3 separate regions of the Zea mays genome follow, and all the other regions are linked to region 2. The links are chromatin contacts, called in public Hi-C maps. All regions are on one chromosome and are shown on one strand. The core of a region is the stretch at or near the end of the contact, and the rest is flanking DNA. Distances in the headings are between cores, read along the strand shown.

The links. A called contact is a pair of places that touch in the nucleus more often than the background predicts.
Region 1: a contact with region 2 is called in a Hi-C map of ear, with 1.8 times the contacts expected there. The contact joins the promoter of LOC100382109 here to the promoter of LOC100281365 in region 2. A contact is called at or near these places in 3 of 25 Hi-C or Micro-C datasets (ear, leaf and tassel).
Region 3: a contact with region 2 is called in a Hi-C map of leaf, with 4 times the contacts expected there. The contact joins the promoter of LOC103655060 here to the promoter of LOC100281365 in region 2. A contact is called at or near these places in 8 of 25 Hi-C or Micro-C datasets (bundle sheath, ear, leaf and 2 more).

The regions. Positions count from the first base shown.
Region 1 is chr4:7,641,404-7,645,044 of Zm-B73-REFERENCE-NAM-5.0, reverse strand. LOC100382109 reads left to right here and starts at 1,946. Exons shown (of 8, transcript NM_001174870.1): 1 at 1,946-2,196; 2 at 3,605-3,641. The coding sequence starts at 2,121.
Region 2 is chr4:7,875,583-7,879,208 of Zm-B73-REFERENCE-NAM-5.0, reverse strand. It overlaps LOC100281365, which reads left to right and starts at 1,275. Exons shown (of 5, transcript NM_001367350.2): 1 at 1,275-1,720; 2 at 1,873-2,040; 3 at 3,519-3,626. The coding sequence starts at 1,586.
Region 3 is chr4:8,017,317-8,021,067 of Zm-B73-REFERENCE-NAM-5.0, reverse strand. LOC103655060 reads left to right here and starts at 2,110. Exons shown (of 3, transcript XM_020551799.3): 1 at 2,110-2,938; 2 at 3,048-3,130; 3 at 3,226-3,697. The coding sequence starts at 2,821. The coding sequence ends at 3,363.

The DNA.
Region 1 (3,641 bases), core at 697-3,196, 230 kb after region 2:
TCAGGGTTTACCACCTTACCGAAACGTGTTTCTCGGATTTCTCGATTTTTTTCGTTTTTTCTCAAATAAAATTCGACCGGAATTTAGAAAGAACACCTCAGTTTAATCAAAAACATATAAACCGTTTCTAAACCACCTAATGTTATTGTATACATATAACCCTTCTATAAATAGAAAAATGAATCACAAATTGACTGTGGATATATATATCCATAGAAAACATAGAGTAATAAGACAATCCAAATAAACCAAATATTACATAAATAAAGTTCTTTGGCAGCATCCATGCACCAGTGAATATAACACTAGTGTTGAGTCACAAATATTTGATAGTCCATAGTTCAAATAATACATAGAAATCAATCACAGTTCTAAATAACAACAATATTGTGCTGAAATTGAAACAGAGCACACAGTTGATACAATAGAGCCACATGTTCAAAATATTGCCATTAAATCAGTCCATGTATACGCCATATTCTTGTGCTTGTGCTTGAAGACTAGATCACTGTATTTTCCAACAGTAAGACAACACATCTATAATCTTAGATGTACTTAACATTCTCAAGCATGTATAGGCCCTTGATGGAGAGCTTCTTCTGCCTTTTTTTATCTTGGATGGTGAGGGATTGATTGTTCATCTTGACCTACAAAAGATGCATAAATATGAAAACAAAATACATTGATGAATTAATTATTTGCAAATACATTGTCGATTTCCCTTGCTTACCAGGACCATTATATTGGTATGTAGCTACATTAGGTTGTGTCCTAGCTAGCTGCAAAACATGGACCACTAGGTTCACCATCTTCATCATCACCAACACCTTTCACAATGATATTGAAGATAATTTGAATCATAAAAAGGACATGACAAATAGTGCATAATTAACTCAAAATTGAATTCACCATCATTGGAGTCACTGTCACCTGATTCGTTGTAGGTTGAGCTACCTCCTCCCTCACTACTATCTGATAGGAAATCATCTCCAATATCTTCTTCTACAACATTCCTTTAAAATTCCAAACGAGGTGACTAAGTAAGAACTAGGTACTTGAAATAGGGTTTTAGGAACTAAAGTTTAGTCACTAAAGTTTAGTAGGGTAACTAAGAGCGCGTTTGGTTGAGGAGTGGGGGAGAATAGAGCGACTCCATTCTAATTTTCTGGTTGTTTGGTTTACAATAAAATAAGAGCAGAGCGACTCCTATATCTTCATATGGAAATTTACCATAAATAGTTAGGACGCTCCGACCCCACACAAAACAACCGGATGCGACCGTTCTCCCGGAGGTGAGCGCTTTCCCTCCTTTTCTCCCATCTACACTCATACGACTCTACAACCAAACAAAGAATATAGCGGCTCCGCTCTATTCTAATCTTCAACCAAACAAAAAATTGGAGCAGCTCTGTTCGTTTTACCAAACGCAGAATAGAAGAGCTCCATTCTCAAATACTGATGTGAAACCACTCCATTTTATTTGACTCACCAAACAAACAAATCCTAAATGAACCAAATGCCTCTTGATTTGAGTTACCGATTCTCGTCGATATTAACGTGATATCCTCAATTATGGACTCTATTTTTTAGAGTGTGTTTGAATATAATAGAGCTAATAGTTAGTGGCTAAAATTAGTTGGAGACATCCAAACACCCTGAACTATTAGCTACTTCTAATAAATTAATTATTAGTTTAGCTAGCTAATATTACTAGCAATTTTTTAGCCAACTAACTTTTAACTCTATTACATTTGTTTCTGTGTAAAATATGCATGTTTTCATTTGTATCACAAAGGGGCGGAACCGCGCGAGCCCCACCAAACAGCCAGCTTCACAACGGACGAGAGGCGTCAGACAAAAAATAGAATCTGGTTGCTCATCTCATCTCACGACTCATAAAAAAATAGCGTCTTTTATCATATCCGTTGCTCGCAAAACGCCCCCACACGCCGCCGGCGAATCGGCGACTCCCCTTGCGACGGGAGGAAGCAGCCACGCCGCCGTCTCGGCGACTCCCTGACGACTGCCTCTCCGGTCTCGAACGCGATCTGGCCCATGGTGGCTCTGGCGCCGTTGGTTCGTGAGATCTAGGGTTGTCGAGCGCCGCGGAGTGGGAGCGGATGGGGCGCCGGAAGATGTCCGCAGCGGCGCCGCCGTCCCGGAGCTGGTCCAACGTTGGCGGGAGCGTAATCCCCGGTGAGATCTGCGGGTTGGTTCAATGCGTGTGGTAGCGTTAAGGCGTCGTGGATCGAAGCTTGCTAGCTTGTTTTTTATTGAAATCGGGGTGTGATTGGTGGGGCAGGGGAGTAGGTACGTTGAGATCAGGGTTAACTTTGGAAGCGGTTTCATAGGTGTGTGCGCTGTGGTGCTTGTGTTTGGGATGGCAATGATTGCTTGTATTCAGACGCAGATCACTGCATTGTGCGTACTTTATATAGCACCCCGTTTCAATTTGAAGTTTATGTTGGTTAAGGTGCTGTGCGGATAATCAGTTATATATTATAGAAAATTGAGTTACAGGAGAGAAATCACTTATGCAGCAGAGAGAATTGAGTTACATGAGAGAAATATAGGAAGTGTTTATTATGCTATGGAAGGCCATTATTTTACTTGGGTATCGTGGCCCGTGGGCAATGCATATTGGCACATGTTTGTGAAAAGTCTGTAGTTTCTGCAAGTAATATTTCCATCTGTATCATCACCTGAGGTGGACTTATCATCACCATTGGCTATTTGGCTTGCCGCAAATGACATTTACGACCATACCCCAAATGTCATTGACTAGCTTTGTGGTCTAGATGAAAAGTGTGCCTCAAATTGTGGTACAGATGGAAATCCCATTATGGAATTGTATTAGAGGGAATACATTAATTTAGTGTAATCAAAACACACATTTGATGTCATTTTAGCAAATATTCTTGTATTCTTCTTTTTTGTGAAATGCTAGACCGGGTTGATAAACAACTTAGTTATTTATGACAGATGAATTGGTTGCTGAAAACAACTGAATAGCATACTAATTGCTATGAATTAGCAGCAAACTTGGCTGTTAAAAGGACTTAATATCTACTACATAGCATGATACACACAACTGAAACTATGAATTGAGATCTTAGCTCATCAATTTGTCTAGGTTGCTGTGTTGCACTGTGAATTCATGACCAAAGTGTAAATGTCGCATCATGTTAATGAGCCTGATGACCCTGGTTCATAGCTGCAGCCATGTAAAATATTCCTTTCATTCTGTCACTTTACCAGGTGTCAGTGACTCAAAAAAAGTGTGGAAAGATTCCTCCTTTAACCACCTAACTTCAGCAAATTTGCAAAATATTGTCTAACCATTGCCAATGTTAGTACATGAATGGACAAACCATACAGCCCCTAACTGCTTGCCTCCACTAAACCTCTGTTTCCCTCCAGATCAAGACAGCTTGCGGCAACGAACAATCTATGTTCTGATTTGTCAGTGAGAAGAATTTTGTTCCCGATAACCAGACATATTATTAGAGTCGAAGTAATTTAGTTTTTTGTTTTTGGCATTTAGCTGAAAACTGGTGTTGTTGCTCTGTTTTCCTTTTATCTCATGTATTTATTTATTTTGCAGAACTACTTGCAAAACACAAAATGGACTTGGAAAATTT
Region 2 (3,626 bases), core at 26-2,525:
GGTGTGGAGCTAGGCGGTGGCTGGACCCGGACCGGCAGGATCCGATCTGGCTCGCCCCGGAGCCGGCCGGGGCACGCGCCATGTCGCTCGGCCCAGGCACGGCCACGCCGGCGCGTCCGTGCGACAGGAGAGAGATTGAGAGTGAGGGATGTGTCGGTTCCTGCGATCGCGTGATGGGTAGGGATCGGAACGGGTCCACGTGGCGTCGCATGCATTGGCCAAGGTGGCGCTTGCGCGCATCCCCTCAGTTCTGGCCGGCCCCACGAATCCGTCCATCGTCGGTGCGCGGCAATGTTGCTGTTTATTTCATAATTCATAGCTAGTTTAGTTTGCAAACTTAAATCCCATTCAAACTAGTATTGAAGATTAAGCGATAAATTAGCTCATTTTCTCGTTAATACCCAAGAATTCTGGAGGGGATTTATTTTATCAAAATCGACTGCCTCGATCGCTGCATCCGCCAGTCTGGCTATGTATGTATGTATGTCGTGATCATGGGTTTATGACACTAAAGTTATGTTCCTTTTTTTCTAATAAAAAAAATCAAACTAGAACAAACTAAATACAGCCCATACTTGGGGGGTTGGGGGTTGTGGCCATGAGCGTTTCAGCTCCTCCCTGTCTGTCTATACAAGTGCATCTATCAGCTTTGACTGGAATTTAAACCACTCCGAGTCGCATATTCCATGTGGAAAGTATACATGGAATATATTTCAGCAACTGGTCCATGAAACCTTTTTTCAAAAATCATAGCTTCTGAATGTCCACGAACCTCTAGTTTCCTTACCAAAAGCAGTCATAAAAGGCGCCGGTTGTCTACGCCTTTTTTTTAAAAAAAATTTGGTGGATTGGCTCGTACCGAGACAGGACGTGTGTACACGTACTGTACATCTATGTCACTAGTTATTATTCGGCTGCAAATACGGCCACAGCATTCTTCCCGCCGTGTGACGACAAAAAAAGAAAAAAAACGAAACAAAATTATAGAGAAATACGGCCATCGGCCAGAACCAGTAGCTACCACTCCTGTCTATCTCAGTATCTCTACGCGCGAAAAAGGGCGACGACCCGGGCCCACCACGCGGCGCAACCGCTTCTTCCGCGGTGAACCAAACCAAACCAAACCAAACCAACCTCCTCCCCTGTCTGCCTGCCCTGGCTCCAGCTCCCGCCCGTGCACGCTCTCGCGCCGTTCACCGTCGCCACCTCCTCCCCTACCGGCCGCTCCGTCCATAAAACCCAACCGCTCCCAACCCACTCCACATTTCCTCCCCTGGGGTACACCGTGCACACAACCGCCGCCGCAGCCCCTCAGACTCCCTCCTCCTCCTCCTCCTCCGCGCGGGAACGGGAAATGGCGTCCACCACGGCCTCCCTCGCCCCCGCGGCCGCGCTGGAGCGGCTGGGCCTCCTCGCCGCGCCCACCGACGCCGACGACCCGTCCCCGCCGCTGCCCGCGCCGCTCCCGGGGCTCCTCCCCCTGCGCTGCGCCGTGCAGCACTACGAGTGGGGCCGGCGCGGCGCCGACTCCCTCGTCGCGCGCCTCGCCGGCGACGGGGACGGCCGGCCCTGCGCCGAGCTCTGGATGGGCACGCACCCCGCCGCGCCCTCCTCGCTGGCGCCCGACGTCTCGCTCCGCGACTGGGTCGCGCGCAACCCGGCCGCGCTCGGCCGCGCCGTCGCCGCGCGCTGGGGCGGCGACCTCCCGTTCCTCTTCAAGGTCCGTACGTCGCCTCCGCCATTCTCGTGCGGTGCCCCCACCCCTCCCCTTCCTTCAAATAAAAAAAAGAACGTATTTTTTTTTTTACCTCTCCTGTCCACTGAGCGAGCGAGCGCTCCGCCTCCTCCGCCCGCCGCGTTGCGTGCGCGCAGGTGCTGTCGGTGGCCAAGGCGCTGTCCATCCAGGCGCACCCGGACCGGGAGCTCGCCGCGGCGCTGCACGCGCTGCGCCCGGCCACGTACCGCGACGCCAACCACAAGCCCGAGATGGCCGTCGCCGTCACCGAGTTCCACGCGCTCTGCGGCTTCGCCGCCACGCAGGTACCCACGACGACGACGACGCCCGTCCCCGCATTTCCCTGCGGCCCTCCCCTCCGTTCGTGCGCGCCACGTGCGTTCGGTGCCTTGCCGAGAAAGTTTTATCGCTTTTTTTTTTGGTTTCCAACCAATCTGCGGTGATGGTTGACTTGGGACTTTGGATGGCATCAGCTGATGATGCCGTCTGCTGGATTCGTTCGTTTATTGGGCGAGTCCGATGGGTTTGCTGCATTGTTTATGTGACGTGCTGCAGGATTGTGCGGATGATTCCGGATAGTTAGGTGGGTGGAGTTGACTGACTGACGCCAGTTGTGGTGGGATCTGGGGGGCTGCGCTGCCCATGGGTTTAATTAATGGTACACATGAGTAGTAATGAATTAATCGATCATGAGAATGATTATTCTAATTCGTCATAAATAATTCAATTTGGTAGTTATATAGGAGTATACCAGTAATTAATGGCATAGATATACTCAGATCAATTGTTGAACAATCGATTGGATCCTCTGAACATTTTTATTCTTGTTCTGAGCTAGTGTCAGAAGAGGTTTATAAACAAGTAGCATGCACATGTTGGTAAATCGCATGCCTTTCGTGAGGTTTCCAACTTCTCACTGTGTGGCCTTTAGTTCCACGACAAGTCATACTGTCCACTAAAAGCTATTCTGTTGTGGCCAATGATATCTTAGCTGATGGGCCCTGATATACAGCTCATGTCCAAATCATATCCAGATGTGCTCTTGAGAAGTGCTTGCTAGTTTGGTGGGTGGAAGGCGTTTGCAGGAGGGCAAAAGAGCATAGTCTGGTGCAATTATCACAGAATTTTCTATGTCACATTCCAGAATTTAATTTCCTATAAAACCTTAGTGAGCAAATTAGATCACTAGGTTGTTGGGATAATATGTCAATTTACTTGAGGTTCACAAATAAAGTTCATATTCTCGCTCCTTTGTATATCACTTGATCGTCCTTAAGGTATTTTGAAGATGTTCCTTTTTTCTTTGACTGATGGTTTGGTTAGGCAGTAAGGCTGTAAGGGGCAGTGAAATGGTCACTGCATACTATATTCTGGGAGGTATTAAGCTTACACGATTAGCACATTCTATTGCTTTCTTTATAGCTGTCAATTCTGCTTGGATCCATAGCAATCCTTTCAGAAGGGAATGCTAAGTGTTCGAGACACTATTAGGGTGTTTGGTTGAGGATTGAGCTAGTTCATCATCTTCTCACTCCTAACTTTTTTTTGTTTGGTTTGTGGAATGGAATGAGTTGATTCATCATCACCTTATTTCTCATAGTTAGTTAGTTAGTACTAATATGAGTAATGTGGTCATCTCATCAAATTTGAGGAATGGACCTATGATGCACCGCCTTATTTTAGATGGAGTGATTCCTCAAACCAAACACCACCTATATTTTTCAGTAGATCATCAGTGTGGGCTATAATTACTATTTGCTGACTTATTTATATTAATGTTCAGGAGCTCAAGGAAGTTTTGAGGACTGTCCCTGAGGTTCAAGAATTAGTTGACAAAGAAGAATCTAGGAAGCTTTTGAGTGTCAAAGAGCAAGATGGGGGAATCGGAGTG
Region 3 (3,751 bases), core at 861-3,360, 140 kb before region 2:
TTGTGATAGTTTATAATCAAATAGACTTTACTCGGCCATGATGATTTCTCATTCAGATATAGGTACAAGTGTAAGTATAATGATTTAAAGAAACCGAACACTTATTATGTGGATAGCTTAGGAATAGTGGAGATTCTTTTCAAGATTTTGGTGCTGAATATTTTTGGTGAATGGATCAAGTGTGTGTTAGCAAATGACGGAATGAAGCGTGCGTGCCACTAAACAACACCATCGATTCTGAAACTGTCTTTTTTATTCTCTTTTTTATACATGAGCTCATCACAAACTATTACCAGTTGCTTGTTGTAATGTCTGCTACATTCTTTTGTAGGTTACTGTTGCGGGAGTCTTCAACAGGTCACTTGTGCCTTTCAGCAGGTTGGTCAGTTAGCACCTTTCCAGACTTCTACCTCCCATTTTTTGAGTTTACGTGGTCGAGTGCACCGTGTTTACAGAAACTATAATTCAGGCCGGCAATGAAGCGTTGCTTGCTCGCTCCTCGATGACCAAGGAGCCTAAAAACTGCTAGAAAAGGCATCATCATATCCTCTATGTAGACCATGGTACATCATCATATCCTGTAATACCAACTTAGGATTTGCCTATTTTGATTAACAGTGACATTGGGCCAAAATTTGGTTGTTCGAAATGGCAGACTTTGATATTTGTTATGATTGTTTAGTTGAATCTTGATAGCATTACTAAACAATAACCTAAATCGATAAATAAGTTACCAATGGTATTATATGTTCCCGTTGCAATACTCCCAGATCCCCAAGGAAGAAAAAGATCCGGTCAAATATATGCGTCGATGCTCATCCCCAGCTTACATAAGTTATCAATGGTATTATATGTTTCCGTTGCAACGCACGGGCACACACCTAGTGAATGTATAATGGTGGTTCTCTTATAAAAACTGCAAGCCTAAATAGAATTTACAGAGATAGTTAACTTATTAGGATGTGTTCTGTTTGACTTTTGGTCATGGCTTCTACCTTCCAAAAACCAGAAGCCAAACCAAAGACCTTATTCTAACGAGCATCTTTTCTCAAAGCCGGCTTTCTCGTGTTGGAAATTGAAAACATGTTTGGAACTGTTTTTAGCGACTTTATTTTGAATGGGAGAACTTTCCCATATAGGCCTTTGGTGATGTTCTGAATGTATATAATTTTCCATTCCTATGTACTTTCCCATATATCGTCCTAATTGAAATACGTGTATGGATATTTCATGGACGTACCCCTGGGAAACAATTTGTCAAGAAATTTTAGGGAGACCCGTACTTGTTTGTTAAGATGGACCAATGCAATAAGGCTACGGTCTATGGACCGGACCTGACAAACTACTGAGGTGGTATTTTTGTCGCAAGAAGACTTGGAGACCTGAAAACAAAGTGTAGAAGCAAGGGTAAAGATTGACCTGATCCTTGCAGTGTTATTTCTTATTTGCATACTCTCTTTACGTCGTCTGGATGCTTGTCTCGTCCTGGCCGGCCGACATCACCTTGCCATTCATTTTTTTTTATTTCGCTCACGAGAATGAGAGCGTCGTCTGCCGAGTGCCGACTGCCTGCTTGTTACAGCTCGAGCGGCAAAGAAAGCGCGTGTGTCAACTCGGCCAAGGTCTGTCGTCAACTCATCCTTGTTTTTTCAGAGAAATGACGACCTCATAGCACACGGAGAGTCGGAGACTGTCTCGCTCTCACGTCTGGACCAAGTCTAAAACAATCCATTGCTGCTGCTGCTGCTGCTAGACGAAGTAGTATGCACACAAGATATGTTGCATGCTCTTGCTAGTGCCTGTGACTGTGAGGGCTGTGTGAGTCATCAAAAGCTGTAGACGCAATTAATTCATCAGTGGGCACACCACTGCACTACATGCAGCACTTGTTTAAGCCTCGATCAACTCTTTCAGAACTACTGCTGCAATTCAGTGTGTGTGTGTGTATACAAGGACGTACTGTTTTAATTTACTTGTTGAGAGATAAGTTAATGTAAATAAATTAGGTTCCGTACGTGGAGGGGCACAACCTATCTGCTGTTTGAGTGCTGCATCCACTATATATATGTGCGATATTCTTTCAGAGCTAGCCGGTACGCGCGGGCTGTGTAGTGGGTTGGTGGATAAGAAAGAGACAGAGACCTCGTCCTGATCGTCCCCAATGTGTTCCAGCTTGTTTTTTATCTCATTCAGTCTTCTCTCCCAGATCTCACCGTCGTCGTTCTCGATCACCGGCCGCCTGCATGCGTCTTTCGATCGGATCCCCTGCCAATGCGCAAGGAAAGGAAGAAACAACTAATTAACCAACCCATGCTTCGTTGTTATACTTTTTCTAGGTCGATCGTATAGAAAAGCTCGTCCCGCCCCGCGCGCGTGGTAAGCAAGCACTTCTTCCGAGCTAAAATATATAGCGATGATGGGCTACAGATACTCATCATGATCGTGCGTGCGTGGATGCTGCTTGAGAAGCCTCAATTGACACTATAGCAGCTACAGTCATTGTCGACGGCTAGGTCCCGCAAAAAAATAAGCTACAATTTATTTGTCCACAGCAAAGTCGCTATAAAAATAGCCGCGCCGACCGAGCTAGGGCCGCCGGATCCATCCAGCTCCATGCAAGCGGACCACCCGGCCGGCCCCATTATATTGGACGATCGATGCAGTCAGTACTCGAACATAGTGACTGAGTGGCCCGCAGCAGCTCTAGCGCAAGGACGACTGCAGCTACACTGTTTGTTTGTTCAAGAAAGCCTGTAGGATCGATCGGATCGGATCGGATCGGACAGAGCGAGCTATAGCTAGCTAGGGCTAGCTAGCTAGATGGCGAGGCTACGCCTGGCGGTGGTCGCCGTCGCCCTGGCCTTGTGCTGCTGCCTCATGATCCACGCGCCGACGACAGGTGCCGCTGCTGCCGCCGACGACGCCTCGTTTCCTCCTGGTAAGTATGGTGTGGTTGTCGTCGTTGTCTCGCTCCCAGGATTTCTGTAGCTACTTAATTAGCCAGTTTCTCACGCATGCACCTTATAAACAATCTGATCGTCGAGCAGGACTGGAGGTGGCGGCGCAGCAGCAGGATACCCGAGTGGCGGCTCCGCCGCCGTCGTCGTCGCCGGGCGCACAACACCATCAGGTGGTGGCTAATTCATCGATCTAGCTGTATAATAATAGTTAAATACACTCTACTGGATCGGAGTGACAACTTCATCGTTCTCGTACGTCATTCAGGAGGCCGCCGGCGGCGCCGTAGCTGCGGAGGCGGCGCCCGTCGGGAGGAAGAGGACGGAGCTGGAGCTGGTGGAGGACTACCCTGGCTCCGGCGCCAACGACCGCCACTCGCCGTGGGCACAGAAGCGGAGGAACTGATCGTCGATCTTGATCCACGATCGATCGATCGAGTCACCTCTCTGGATTTTTTTTTTTGGTTCCACACGCACAGCAGTTTCGTATGCAGGGCGTTTCGCTACTGTAGCTATATAGTATGTACGGCTATACGATTATACATCGTATTTGTACTTGTATATTATTACTATATGCGTACGCTGTCGCCGCGTGTCGGACCATGCCTCCGTGATCCGTGGAGCGAATCATACGGCGGAATACTATACTATGGCACTGTGCTCGAGTGAGTAGCTAGTCTGCACGAATTAGGGCCTGTTTGTTTGGAAATGCAGTTTTAAAACATTATAGTTTTAAGATACTATAGTTTATAATTGTATATGATACAAATACTACGGCATTAATTTACCACAGT